Regions from separate parts of the Mus musculus genome. Here region 2 is linked to region 1. A link is a contact called in public HiChIP or PLAC-seq data. All regions are on one chromosome and are shown on one strand. Each heading gives the region's core, a stretch centred on a gene start, on an enhancer-like site or on the middle of the called end of the contact. The rest is flanking DNA. Distances are from core to core; before and after follow the strand shown.

Region 1 (7,238 bases), core at 4,362-6,861:
ATTTTATGTCACTTCTATGACTTTAAATTGTACCTATCTAAACAGCAAACACTGGCAATCTCCAACCAAGACGCTGAAATCACTTACTATTCTAAGAAACTTTCTTGTGAAGCACTGGTAATATGTGATGATGGCAGGAACAGAGGTGGTGGAGGCATTTCAGGAACAATCAGACATTGCTATTTCTTCAGGCATGTTCCTTAGTGAAAGTCACCATCATGTTCAATGGAGGAATAAGTAGGACCAGTGTAGGAACTTCACTTCTTTTTATAAATTATCCATCTTCATCAAATTACCAAATAATGAAGACTCTATGTCCATTAGCCAGTTTTTCTCTGCATCTGATTGGTGTTTCATCATTTTCCCTTGTGATGTATAACATTTCATTCTCTTGCTCTACCAGACATTGATCTGTCATGACATACTCCTCTGTGGCTCCTCCCTGTTCATTAACCACTTCCTGCATTTTTCCTGACTCACCCGTTGCCCATAGTGGAGCTGGGGTCATCTCAGGTGTGTGTCTCCTTCACTTCTTGTACATGACTATGAAACATATTGATGCTACATATTAGGTAGTCTCAAAACACAGTTAAACATATTGGAGCTATGTACTAGGTAATATCAATAGACAGTTTCACTATTTTGTTACCATTTTATAATAAATGTACAAAACTCACATTATCTATCATGTAAAGAAACTATTTGTCTTCTTCATCTAAGATGGGGATTAAATGTTTTGTTTTAATAATATCACATCCAAGTTAAAGAACTTATCATATAACATTCTTTTAGCGTCTTAGCATCTCTAATTTAGATGTGGGTAATGGAGGCAAGGTTCAGCGTTCAGCTGTGCATTCAAGTGAGTGCAATGACTTACAGATCTAATTGTATATCTTAGCTTACAATTTTTCAATATATGATTTAAGTGATGTAAATACTGAAAATCATATCCTGCAGGAGGGTGAGGTAATAGTAACATAAGCTTGTGCTTGGGGAACTCAAATACTTTAAAAAGAAGCACAGTGTATTTTGTTTTCTAAAACTGCACTAATATGAGCTCAGTCCGTGACACTCAGCCCTCTCCCAGTTTCCTGAGTGGAGCAATTTGAAAAACACATCCTTATTTGTTTTTTTTCTCAGAGTATCAGAAACAATACAAATCCTCATGCCCAACAAATCATCTCTGAGACAACAGTAAAGGGGTAGACAGCTTAAGAAAAACAGGAAGCAATCCCCAGGGTGCTTTAAATATTAATCAAAACAGGTTTTCCTTGAGATGATTAAGAACAAACCAAAGACCAGCAGCATGACTCATTTCCAGTCCAGACCAGCAGGGAGTGGGAGGCAGGGTGATGTCCTGTAGGCTTTACACCATCACTGGGAGGAATGTTACATAAGGGTAACAAAAAAAAAAAAAAAAAAAAAAAAAAAAAAAAAACGACATAAACACAACTGAAAATATAGGAAAGATCCTCTTTAGACTCACTTGTCCACATTTTCGGGACGATCATTTCATCATATTTACAATAGTCTTGCATCATTGTACACTTAAGGCCAGAAAATTAGATTATAATTCAAATATAAGGAGCCTTTTGAATTCTGTTATATTCCATGAGCAAAATTAGAGGAAGGAACACCTTGGAATGTGTAAGAGGACAAGATTTATAGTTAAAATGACATATCTTTAAAAAAAAAAAACAAAAAAGAATTGACCTGGGTCAACTCAGCTTTCCTGTCTCTATGAAAGCAACTAGTATCTATCTACACAGTATGGCGACAGTGAAGATGACTAGAATATAACATCACATGCAAGGACTGTTGATGGTGAGTTGTGACTGTCAACTTGACCACTTAGGGAACCATCTGGCAGAGAAATGGATCACCTTTGGCTGTGTCTGTTAGGGCATTCCCAGAGAATTTACACAAGGAAGAGAAGATGAGGCTAAACATGGACCATGCTATAGGATAAGCTGATGTCTTCAATGGAGTACAGGCAGAAAGTAAGAAAGCTGTCTAGCATGTGTACTCAGCCATCTATTGGAATGAATATGCTTATTAGTGCATAACTCCACAATTTGTCTCCAGCTTCTTTGGCCCTTGAATATTTACTCTCCAGTATGTCTCCAGGCAAGTTCCTGGTTCTACATCTTATATTAGGACTGGATCATTGGTCTCCATTCTTTGGCTAAGAAACTACAGAGGTCTTTGTCTCTGCTACTTGCACATGGCTGTTGACCCGAGGAGGACTAACAGGGAAGGAAGGACCTAACCTGAAGGAGGATGACCCTGTCTTTAATAGTGGAAATCAATCTAATAGATCTGGGTCTATCTATCTTCCTTCCTACCTACCTTCTCTCTCTCGGTTCTATTTCAAAACAACTTTAACTAACGTAGAAACTAGAAAGAAGGCAGCAACAATTTCAAACTAGCTGATGAACAAAGCTGCTATTTACTGGTTCTTTTAGCACCAAATATTTAATTCTTTCAAGTGACACTCAATACTGATGTTAAATAATGTTGGTAGGTTCAGGTCAGGCTCTGTGTCCAATGGATTGGGTTTCCTTCTGTCCATTGCAATCATGACCTTTCTTTCTGTGTATATCAGAATGCCTTCATATATCCCGTGTACATCATAACACCCTCTTGAATCACCACACTATTTTCTTCTCACTGAAGGAAATCCTTGGAAAGGGTAGATCTTAGTTCCTGTCTCTGTAACTCAATCCATAAAATTATTTGATTAAATGGATTTAGTCTGAATACTGACTTTGGAACCACTCCCTGTAACTAATGGAATGCAGTCATCTTGGTCCAGAATGAGCCTTTTAGACTAAGAGGTAACCACTGTTCTAGACATCACACCCTGACAGACAAGAATACATCTGCAAATGGAAATGAGGATTGATTCTAGAAGACAATGTGTTAATGGACACATGAGAAACTTGATGAGTATTATCCATTTTTAGTGTCTTACACAGAGAGTCGACCTGTAGGAGTAACTCTGATGATATTTACAAATGAACATCACAGTATCTTTTACAGCAACAGCTTGAACAAACGTCTATTCACCTTGGCTAGGGCACTGGCATCAACAAAAAGGAAGAACAATTTCTCCCTACTTTAGCATTTTTGATTGGTTGGACGGTGGGTTTATTTATCAAATCGTGGATGGGGGTTTATGCATGAGTGACCTTAAAACAGCTCTTATTACCACAGAGTCCCAGGAAGCACATATGACAACATCCTGAAACCTATTTGTACAAATAGGGTCCCTTCTCAGTTCATCTTACCCCTTCTGAGACTGGAAGGAGTGGGAAGAAATTACACATATCTGGGAGTGGGCATAGGAGAGGGAGTGGTTGGAATCTCTTATCTTTACTATGAAGGAGAATCAACAGGTGCCATCTTGTGGGAGGGTATTCACACATGCTTTGGTAGCATTAAGTAATAGTCAATAAACAAACCTTGAGTTGTTAGACTTCATTAACAGCATAATTACATAAATTATTTTCAGGGAAGTGACAGAGAAATAAAGTGACTTTATGTATAGGGGCCTTTCCATGGGAGGTAGCATCTTGTCTATATGTCATTCTCTGTTCTCTTAAGCCAGTGGGAGTGACGTAAGTCACTGTGCCGGCTCCGTTCTGGATCTAAGTTTAAAGCAGGTAGGGATCAGTGTTCAGCAGCTGCAACCGTGATTTCTTCTTGCTAACTTCATGCTGGTTACTTTGTTGCAACATTAGAGACAGTGTTCCTTTTCTGCTGGGATTGCACCCCTCTGGTGTTGAAGCTGGTCCCTCAGTCCACAAAGGAGAGAGCTTCTTAGCATTTCCTTCAACCAGTCCTATCGCCTCATTCCCACGACAGTTCCTCACAGGGGACAGTCATCTAGGAGGCAGAAGTGATACAGACACTTATGTCCGTTAACGATATTTCAAAACCTCTTTTCCAGAAAAATAGAGGTCCAGTTACCTGGTATTCTGGGTATACAGAGACCTTTGTAAATATGCTGGCATCAATTTGCATATAGTGTGCAATGAATCCAGATGTTTAGAGACACAGTCTCTTTGCTACTTGGGGCCTAGTATTTTTAAGGCTATTAGCTATCCCAGTCATTTAGATTTTCCCTGTCCAGCCACCTGTGGGGAAATATGTGAGAACAGAGTGAAGCTGATGGACTCATGTGGAGAATGGATTTCTTAATATTACTAAAGTTTCAAACATTGTAATAGAATAAGACCATGGAAACATTCTGGGAACCTAGAAAGAGTTGGAGGAAACAGTAGTTTATGTTTTAGGACTATTAAAAGAAATATCATTTATAGACTTTTAGCAAAAGATTGACATCTGTGAGAGAAAATATGTCCGGATTCAGGCAGAGAGACAAACAGCAGGAAAAGATCTCACTTGTTATTTCCACAAAGCAGCTTTTTAAAAGGGAAACGATTTCCTTAGATTTTAAGAGGTGTCTTGGGCCACCATCGGATGAAGCATTTCGTTATCTTCCCGAGGGGCATTTTATCATCTGAACCTTCAGCCTCAGACCCCATTTCCTGCTTCTCTCAAGTTGGGCTAGAAGGTCACTGTGCTCAGCTGTCCCTCTGTGGTTTAAAGGGCAAGTGGCCATTAATACCTCTTCACGTTCAAAGCATTACTAGTCCTGTTCCAGGTGGGAAACGCCACTGAACCTTTCAGTCCGTTTTACAAATGTGGAGAGTTCTCAGGGGTTACTTTGGTCCGACAGTAACTGCAATGGCAACTTTTAACTTTGGCAGTTGAAATCGGTTGGAATTGACTGGAGGCCTGCAGACACCCTACTCCATGCCTATAAAGACGACTTCTCTAGGACAACGTGGGACAATTCTGAGGAATTACTCTGCTTGGTAGTCTGAAGGCTGCTCTGGAGGATGAGAAATAGGAAATTAGCTCACATGGTTAAACACACACACCAAGGGAGAAATCTGTTCATTTGCCGTCCCCTTTAGAATTCACCTGCCTTTAAAGGGCAACCTCAGAGCTTCACCAGTTTGTGTTAGAAGAGGGTAGGAGAAAACTGGCTAAAGTCAACTTTACGTCTGCAATTCGGCCTCCCCAGTGTGATACTGCCTTGTACGTTTTTCAAAACCTTATTTTTAAATATTCAAACCACCCTGAGAGTATTAATTAAAGAATATCTGGATTTGCTCTGGCATACTTTAAAAGGAATAGTAAGACAGACAGTTATCTTCTAAAAGAGCAGAGTAACAATGGTGACAGCTGGCCTTCTGTGATCTCTGGTGAGTCAGAGGCCCTCAGACTACGGTCCCCCCCACCCCCTTTGCGGCCTGTTCTCTTTCTGTTTGTGAGGGAGCAGCTTGCTCTCACACCAGGATCTTGCTTCCTGGCATTGAAAAAGCAATCTGAAAATTTGTGCTTGACTCATAAAGGCTGAGCCTTAAATACAATCAGTCTCTTTTGAAGTATTAAATATTGTCTCGCTTTACCTTCTTCGGAGCGACGGCTTCTGAGCCAGATACAGGGCACGCTGTGAGTGTGTGCGTTCAGGTCAGAGGGGCTTTGGAACAAAAGCCTTCTGCCCTGAGCTCACCCCATGCGCCCTCCTCCTGGAACTGACGCACTGCATGGTGGGACAGAGCTGCTTCCTCTCGACTCTTACCCAGCTGCTCAGAGTAAGGCAAACTCCTTAGGAAAGTGGAAGTTGATTCTGACATTTCACCCAGATGTTGATTAATGCTAAAACACTACAAATAACAATGTTTAATCACAGCTTTCAAGTAGCAATATAAATATAACAAGGCCTGACCTTTGGAGAAAGGAGAAAGAAATACTTTGACCTTTGCAGTGTGTAATTCTTACCTTTTATGAAAGAGTCAAACCTTTAATATGTGTTGTGAGTGGTAGGTACCAGTCCACAGTAACTGTCTTTGAGGTTATCTGCATAGAAATACCAAAGGACCAGGGAGATAGCTTACCAGGTGACATGACTGCTGTACAAACCTGGTGACCAGATACCCCATAAAGATGGAAAGAGAGGAAGACTCCACTGGCTTCTAAATAAGGCATGGTTCGTGTGCCTGCAGGCATTGTATAACCAGATACACGGGAACATAGACATGCAAATAATAAACATTAATAAAACTGCCACGGAATCATCCTTGTAGCAACAAATCTAAACACAGCAACGTGTTGAGTAGCATGGATTAAACAATCTGGTATCTACTAAGAACCACATCAAATGCCCTGATAAGAGTTGTTTTGATTCAGAAAACACCAAACATAATTTATCTGGTATAGAACTAATTAAATAATTCAGTGTGAATTTTACTTCTAAGGCAGACGGCTGCGATTCAGCTTCAGAATATACTGTTCTGACAATAGTTTTCAAAATCTTAAACAAATAAACATTAGAAAGAAAGCGATGTGTCATGGCTTCTCACCTTTCTTCTGTCGGTTCTTGGTCTCTAACCACCCAGGCCTGCTGATGCAGTAATCTCTATCAAGAACCTAATTCATGAAAAATTCTAAAAAAAAGGAAGCAGATGTTTTTTCCTCTTTGAGTACTCAGCAATAAACTCTATAAGAAATGCATATGAAAATAATTAATTTTTCATCTATAAAATGGCAATAAATATGGTATAGTTATTTGATGTTCCTCTTTATAATATACTTTAAAAAGTGATCTGAAGTCTTTATTAATCAGCCTTAATATAATTCATGAATATAGACATTATAATACATTTTACTTCAAAATGTAAGTCAAAGTTTGAGGAACATAAAATATGATACACATACATATTATACATAAACATTTCTTAACATGAATCTTTCAAAAGCAGCCTCTGAAGTAGCATCATATAGCTCATCTCTGCAACGTTGGCTTCCTTGTGTTCAGTTATAGATGATGACAATCCAACACTGTTAAACCTACTTTATTCAATTACTTAAAGTTAGATAAGAGATTGGTATATACATCACTTGGCAAATGTCAGTCAGTCACATACCAAGCAGAAGGTGGCTCTGGAGAAACTGTCAACACCATGGTAGGGGCTGAGGATATACGGTAGTCATAGAATGTATAAAAAATATGTTTAGAGAAGTTAAACTTTAAGTTCTGTACTCAGTACACACACAAACATACACACAAGTGCACATTCGAGTGCATGTGCACACACACACCCACCCACCCACACACACACACACACACACACAAACAGAGAAGAAATAGAAGCATCACCATA
Region 2 (6,761 bases), core at 1,310-3,809, 140 kb before region 1:
ATCCTAGCTTAATTAGAAAAAGTCTATGTGATCTTAAATACATTTAGGCGTGTAACACCACATAGCTCTAATGTGAACTTAGATTTAATTATATTTGAAACTAATTTATATGACTTGCAACATTTTCTGTTCTTCTCCATCTCTCTGTACAGAATGTTGCACTAATGGTCTACTTAAAAGTGGCCTCTCTGGAGGATGATGAGGTACAGGATGGAGGCAGAGTCTTGATGGTAGGGAGAAACCCTGGCTGACATGATCGCAGGCTGGAACCCACCCCAATTTGATTGCTGGGTGGAGTTCATCCTGTCGTGTCAATTCTTTGAACTGTACCTTACAAAGACTCCTCTCATCTGGCCCCCTCCAATATATTCTATGGGCAGAATAACTTAGAGAGAAAAAGCAATTTTTCAATTCCCTTCTCTCCTCTTCCTCCTTTCCTTCTCTCCACACTGCTAACCCTCTTTGTCCTCCTTACTGTCTCATCTCTATCCTTTTATTTCCTTTCTATACCTCTCTCTCCTTTTGTCTTTCTTTCTGAGAGGATCTATGTTGCCCAGGCTGCCAGAACATCTGTAGTCTTTCTTTCTGTCTCTCCTTCTACAAAGCGCTCTGATTTCACATATGCACCACCACAACAAATCTCTATTTCCTACCCTTAACATTAACTTGAAATTAGGCAGTTAATGACCAGAGAAAGCATCTAAGAAGTCAATAGAGGCTGGCCTTGGTGTGCTTTCAGGCTATTAACTCTCTTTTTTGTGCCTGGACTTTGGCTTAATGCAAGAGAAATCTTTAAATTCCAAAACAAACAAACAAACAAACAAAGAGACGGAGTAATCGTTTTCAATACTCAAAATACATTTTGGCAGAGAAGTTCACTCTCTGACTGGTTGAGTATTTGGCAGAGAAGTTCACTCTCTGACTGGTTGACTAACCTTTACATTCAGCTGAACCTATGAGTGAAGGTGAAGCAAGTTCATTTATGGAGAGCAGAAAGGAGTCACCGCAGAACTGAGTCTCACAAGCAGATCAAAGGAGATCAAGACTACTTACCTTCACAAATCGTGACGCCATTCCCAGAGTACCCCTGGCTGCAGAAGCAGGCTTCCACACCATTGTGCACTTCGCACTTGGCATTGGGGAGACACGTTGTCTTGCTGCAGTTTTGTGTGTAGGAACAATTCAGCAAAGTGGAGAAACCCACTGAGGAAAATCAAGACATAGACCTTGTCAAAAACAGCAGACATCTGTCCCACCCTTGTGCTATAGACCAATACCCCCCAAACGCTCTTATTCCCTTGCCTTTAGAGAGATAAATTATAATAGTCCCTCAAATGACTCTCCTAGCTAAATCACAACAGAGAAATGACCAAGCCTACAGATTACGGAATATAGCATGTAAATTTTAGTAAAACTAAAACATGCTGGAGAATCCAGACTTATAATAAAAACCATGAGCTCATCATGTCCTGGAAACTCTGTATCCCTCTTCACTGAGGTGAACCGGCTACCTCAGAAGGTGTTGCCCCCCAGCAGAGCAGCTCACTTCTCAGGCTCTGGGAGTCACCCTTCTCTCCAGAATCGGGGTAAATTAAACACTTGGGTCTCTTCAAGACAAAATCGTTTATTTTTAAGATGTCACTTGTCACATACAGGAGAAGAAATGCACCAGGTCCCTTCCATGCTATTCGGCAATTGTCATTCTGCTCTTTTTACGACAAAAAAAAAAGTCTCTTACGTTAACTTGCATTGGAGAAATTAAACAATTCAACACGGTATGGTAAGATTGTACTCAGCACAAAACTGTGTTCTGGGGACTGTTAGGAACCGATAAGCAAAGGCATAGAGTGTTTCTTTTCACTGTCTTGTTCCAGGCCCTCTTAAGTGTGAGCTTGGTAGGGAACAGGGATGGATAACAAAGCCATTGTTCAGAAAACAGTTATCTTAGATAAAAGTGTCCTTATCTGGTACCAAGAAATTCCTACACTGTCAATTCTAAATCCCAGCCCTACATAAGACTATATGTACTTCCTAAACCTGAATTAATTTGCCTTCAGAGAAGTGATTTATTATCTGTCCCCGTGCATCACCAAAGCCAGGTTTTTGTAGCTTTAAAATGTCAGGAACTTTCTCTCACGCATTTGCATCTTAGATTCCCAGGTTTCTTGGGGCTGGTCACTAGAAAGGTCAAAACTGAGACTTCGGGGACTTTCGGGATTTCTCCAGGAAGAAAAAAGGTAATAGTCTTGAGCTGTGGGTTGCAAGGTCGAGAGTGGAAAGGCCGAGCAGAAAAACATCCTGTGAGAGCCTGCGTCTGTTTTCCTTTGGAGACCTTGCCAGACACACTTGACACTTGAACCCCAGCTAGTGAGAAAGCGCTTTCCCTGGTTCCCCGCAGGTGGGCGCGGTGCAGCCTCCCAGCCCAGCCCAACTCACCTAGAAGCGGGAGGAGTCTCATTGGAAGCCCCGGAGCTGGCGGCAGAGCGCTCTAGGCTAGAGTGCGGGTCTGTCCTGGAGCTAGGCAGGCACCGCAGGGTCTCGCTCTGTCCCCTGTGACGCACAGCTTCCTCCTGTCACTTTCCGGCCTCTTTTGTGTGAATGTGTGCACGGCCCAGACTCTGCAGGCCACGTCCGTCCGGCAGCCAGGCCCCTTCACCCAAACAGCCTGGACTCCAGTCTCAGCCTGTGGCCACAACTCCCTGTCAGATTACAGATGGGACTGTGGCTTCATATTGCTCATGGAGCAGCCACCAGTGTCCTCACAGCTTGTGCACTTAGATCTCACAGACCCATTGGGAACTCCTTCCAGCAGAGAGCACATCTCAGAAGGTTCCTGACTGCCTATCTATTCCCTGGTTTCTGTCCTGAAAGGAAAAGAGGCCAAGATTGGCAACAGGGTCTCTGTCACATTTTGTTGTTGGTGCTGCTCAGTTTTAACCCGATAGGAGATTAAAGGACCGAAGAGAAAAACTGTGGGGAAAAAAAGTCAGCTTCCCACCCAAAAACTGCGGAAGCACAAAGTATTCTTTTCTCTGTCAAGTCCATTTCACCACTGCAGCCCTTACCCATCCTACCCATCCGGCGCCTGTACGATTTGCGCATTACATCCAAGTTCCCTTTACTTGTTGGTACATGAATCTCCTGTGTAAATGACTATCTTTCAGGCTGGAGAACAGAAATGGCAGAAAGATCATAGGAGCCGGAGATGGCGGATGCCAATCACACAGACTGTGACATCACACACAAGACCTGCTCAGTTTCAGACCAGACATTGGACTCCAAGTACTACCCCTAACCAAGAAGTTACTTGCAATTTAATCCCCTGGAAAAGGGAAATCAAGATTTTTTTCAAAGAATTGTCACAAAGTATATCAGCCACACTGCAGGGCAGGCCCCCATGACCAAGAGTTGCAAAACCCACCACCTGTTATTTTGTGGGCTTTTTGTTTTGCTTTGTTTTTGGTAATTTTTGGTCTTATTTTGTTGTTGTTTGTTATTTGTTTTGGCTTTCATTTATTTGAGTGTGAAAGAAAGGATAAAATTAAGTTCAGTGGGCAGGGAGATGGGAAGGATTTGTGAGGGGTTGGGGGAAAAAAAGCATACTCAAAAATTCAAATGAATGAATGGATGAATAAAGAAATAGGCATTTACTCAAACAGAAAAAAACTGATTCTACCTTAAAAATTTAAAAGTAACTTTCAGACAAATTAATTTATAAAAGTGGAAAGTAAACATTGACCTGAAGTTGGGACAAGCTAGGAGATGAACTGTGAACGTGATCAAAGGGGATTCTGGGGCTACCCACATGCCACACGCCTTGACTGGGCTGGTGATGACATGAATGCATCTGTGTGAATGTTTATCAAATGGAATGTGCAAACTTGGTGCCCTGCACCGTGTGCAAGCTAAGAAAACTGCTTGACGGTGATGTAAAGAAATAACTGAAGTTCATTCCATCAGCACACACCGTTTTCCGTTATGAAGTGGGGGCATAACCCTGACACATCCAGTGTTTATCTGATGACTGCTGAGAGTCTACATTGCATGCATAGTATCCTCCCAAAATGAGCATTCGTGTCCCTCAGCTCCATGGAACATACAGTGATGAGGGCTCTATTGAAACCAGTCACCGAGGTGCAAGGAAAGCTAACGGTTGGGTGGCCCATCCCTTGTCCTTCACAGTGCTCCCGAGACACTTCCAGCTTAATTTATGGCGAGCAAAATAAATAAATGTGTAAGTTAACAATGTTCCTGAGAGTGATCCCACCACATGTGAAGCAAATGAAAACCAGAATGTCATGTGACTGCCCCAGACTGTCATGTGACTTTCCCCGCAACCCCTCAGCTAGCCCGGAAGCTGCTCTGGAAGGTAGCTCGGGATAGTTTGCTCCAAGCCTGTGTTGTGGGTGGGTGGTCCTGACAAAGTCTTTCTCTCCTGATACTTCCCTTTGTAGATTGTGTCAAGAAGGTGGAACTATCAGACAGTGCTAGTCAGGGAGTTTGAAAAGGTGATTATTTAAGTGATTAAATTTCATGAAAAAAGTGTTTACTAATTTTTTTTTAAATGATTTCTTTATTCTCTTTTTCTTTCTTTAAAGCAATGGGTAAAAGTAATATAGTAGAGAATTCCAGGACTATGTGAACAATGAAGCCCAAGGAGCTTTCTTTCAAAGGATAGGAGAAGTCTGCACATAGTTGAAGAAACAGCCAGTTATTGCCTGGGCAGGCCCTGCATGCTGAAGCTGAGACATTGACATGTGGATTCCTGAAAGAAATCAGGAAAAGTCAGAATTTTCCCACTGATTTGGTTGGGCCATGCAGGGATGCTGTGGCTTGGTTAGAATGCTTTGGAGATGGAGTGGGTGGAGATTTTCAAGTTGTTTTAAGTGGGAAAGCTTAGATTCTTCTACAAAGACAGGAAGGCTAGAATGAGGACTCACTTAGAAGGGACAAAAGAAATGACCCTGGCTTCGTATCTGAATCAGTCCAAATGGCATGTGTTTCTTAGGTCAAGAGAAACTGAGTTTTAGTGTACCTATACAGAAAGTAACTTCAAAGGGCTTAAATATAGAAACTCATTATTTTCAGACAAAAGTTATATACCGAGACACAATACCTATTTTAAGAAGTCATTAACCTAAAATAATTTACTCCACCTTTCTGCCACACATGTTTAAACTTTAGCTTGTCCCAAAGATAACAAGACGATAATAAAATCTTTGAAAATGTTATTCTTGCAAAAAAAAATAACAAAAGCAAATTAAAACTTGAATATTGTGTAAAACGTGTTTTCTCTCTGTGTGTTCTTATTAAATCTGGAAGTGAATTCATACTTCAAAGGATCATTTTATACAAAGAACAGAGTGCTTAATGATGCTTGAGTTTTACGATTGCCCATTACAAGATCAAAATTATTTTAAAATGCATTGTTTGAGGAAGCCTGTATTGTGGAAGGGGATAGACATGGGCTCACTGTATAACTCTGAATCCATTGTCTGTACAGTATTTCAGAAAGACATTGAAATTTTTGAAAATTTTCAATAAAAATATTGTGTCATTGAAGGGAAGCATTTTAGGAGCAGCAATTACAAAGGAATTGTGTGTGTGTGTGTATGTGTGTGTGTGTGTGTGAATGAATTCCAGAAGAGGTGGCCTGATGCAAAATGAGGTACCTGATTGCTAGGTAGCTGGAGTTACAGGCAATTGTGAGCTGCCTATGCTAGGTTCTGGGAACTGAACCTCAGTCCTCTGCAAGAGCAGTATTTGTTCTTAAGTTCAGAGCAATCTCTCCAGCCTCGTGTTTAAGTTTTGCAGACAGCAATCACCTAAGTCTTCACTTTGCTTAAAGTATAGCATGTGGAAAGAAGCCAGTTATAAGCTTCCTGTCTGATTGTGCTTTTGTGCATTGGTGCATTCTATGACAAAATGTGAGGACTTTGTTAGTTCAGTTTCTAAGAGCCAAAACTAACGGGAGAGCTTTGAGACGTTCTTGGGAAGGGCAGATTTTACATTGGAAGGTTTTTGCAGTGAAAGTCTAGGCTTAGCAGTTGACTTCATACTGAGTGGACTCTGGTAAAAGTATTACGGATACTTAATTGTCCCACTACATGGGAGCAGCAACATGCACCTGACAGAGGACTATGTGTAACACAATGTGGTACACAAGGCATACCAACATCCTACTTGCAACATTCAACACACCTAAACGCGGGGCATTAGTATACAGTGAGTATGAAGACATTCCCCAGAGCCATGTTTATAGTTCCCACATAGGGATACCATGTTCCCACACAGGGATACTATATTCCCACATAGGGATTCTATGCCCCTTCTCACGCCTTCCTTAGACTTTTTCCTTAGTGTAAATCTGGTGATTGGGAACAAAAAACCCATGGAAGGAGTTACAGAGACAAAGTTTGGAGCTGAGACAAAAGGATGGACCATCTAGAAACTGCCATATCCATGGATCCATCCCATAATCAGCCTCCAAACGCTGACACCATTGCATACACTTGCAAGATTTTGCTGAAAGGACCCTGATATAGCTGTCTCTTGTGAGACTATGCAGGGGCCTAGTAAACACAGAAGTGAATGCTCACAGTCAGCTATTGGATGGATCACAGGACCCCCAATGGAGGAGCTAGAGAAAGTACCCAAGGAGCTAAAGGGATCTGCAACCCAATAGGTGGAACAACACTATGAACTAACCAGTACCTCCCGGTCGTGTCTCTAGCTGCATATGTATCAAAAGATGGCCTATT

Evidence for each region. HiChIP or PLAC-seq counts read pairs in DNA pulled down with a chosen protein or histone mark.
Region 2: an H3K27ac HiChIP or PLAC-seq map of neural progenitor cells shows a contact between it and region 1, with 13 times the contacts expected there. The contact joins the promoter of Adgrl4 here to the promoter of 4930555A03Rik in region 1. A contact is called at or near these places in 7 of 39 promoter capture datasets (cranial neural crest, embryonic stem cells, liver and 3 more), 1 of 15 datasets of contacts at CTCF or cohesin (the NIH/3T3 cell line), 14 of 484 Hi-C or Micro-C datasets (the C2C12 cell line, LSK cells, adipose-derived mesenchymal stem cells and 7 more), 7 of 115 datasets of contacts at active chromatin or transcription factors (bone marrow-derived macrophages, cardiomyocytes, a colorectal cancer cell line and 4 more) and 2 of 9 other capture datasets (adipose tissue and liver).

The regions. Positions count from the first base shown.
Region 1 is chr3:151,292,535-151,299,772 of GRCm38.p6, reverse strand. It overlaps 4930555A03Rik (RIKEN cDNA 4930555A03 gene), which reads right to left and starts at 5,611. Exons shown (of 3, transcript NR_166406.1): 1 at 5,484-5,611; 2 at 4,634-4,900; 3 at 2,923-3,888.
Region 2 is chr3:151,433,680-151,440,440 of GRCm38.p6, reverse strand. Adgrl4 (adhesion G protein-coupled receptor L4) reads right to left here and starts at 2,559. Exons shown (of 16, transcript NM_133222.3): 1 at 2,437-2,559; 2 at 1,054-1,203. The coding sequence starts at 2,458.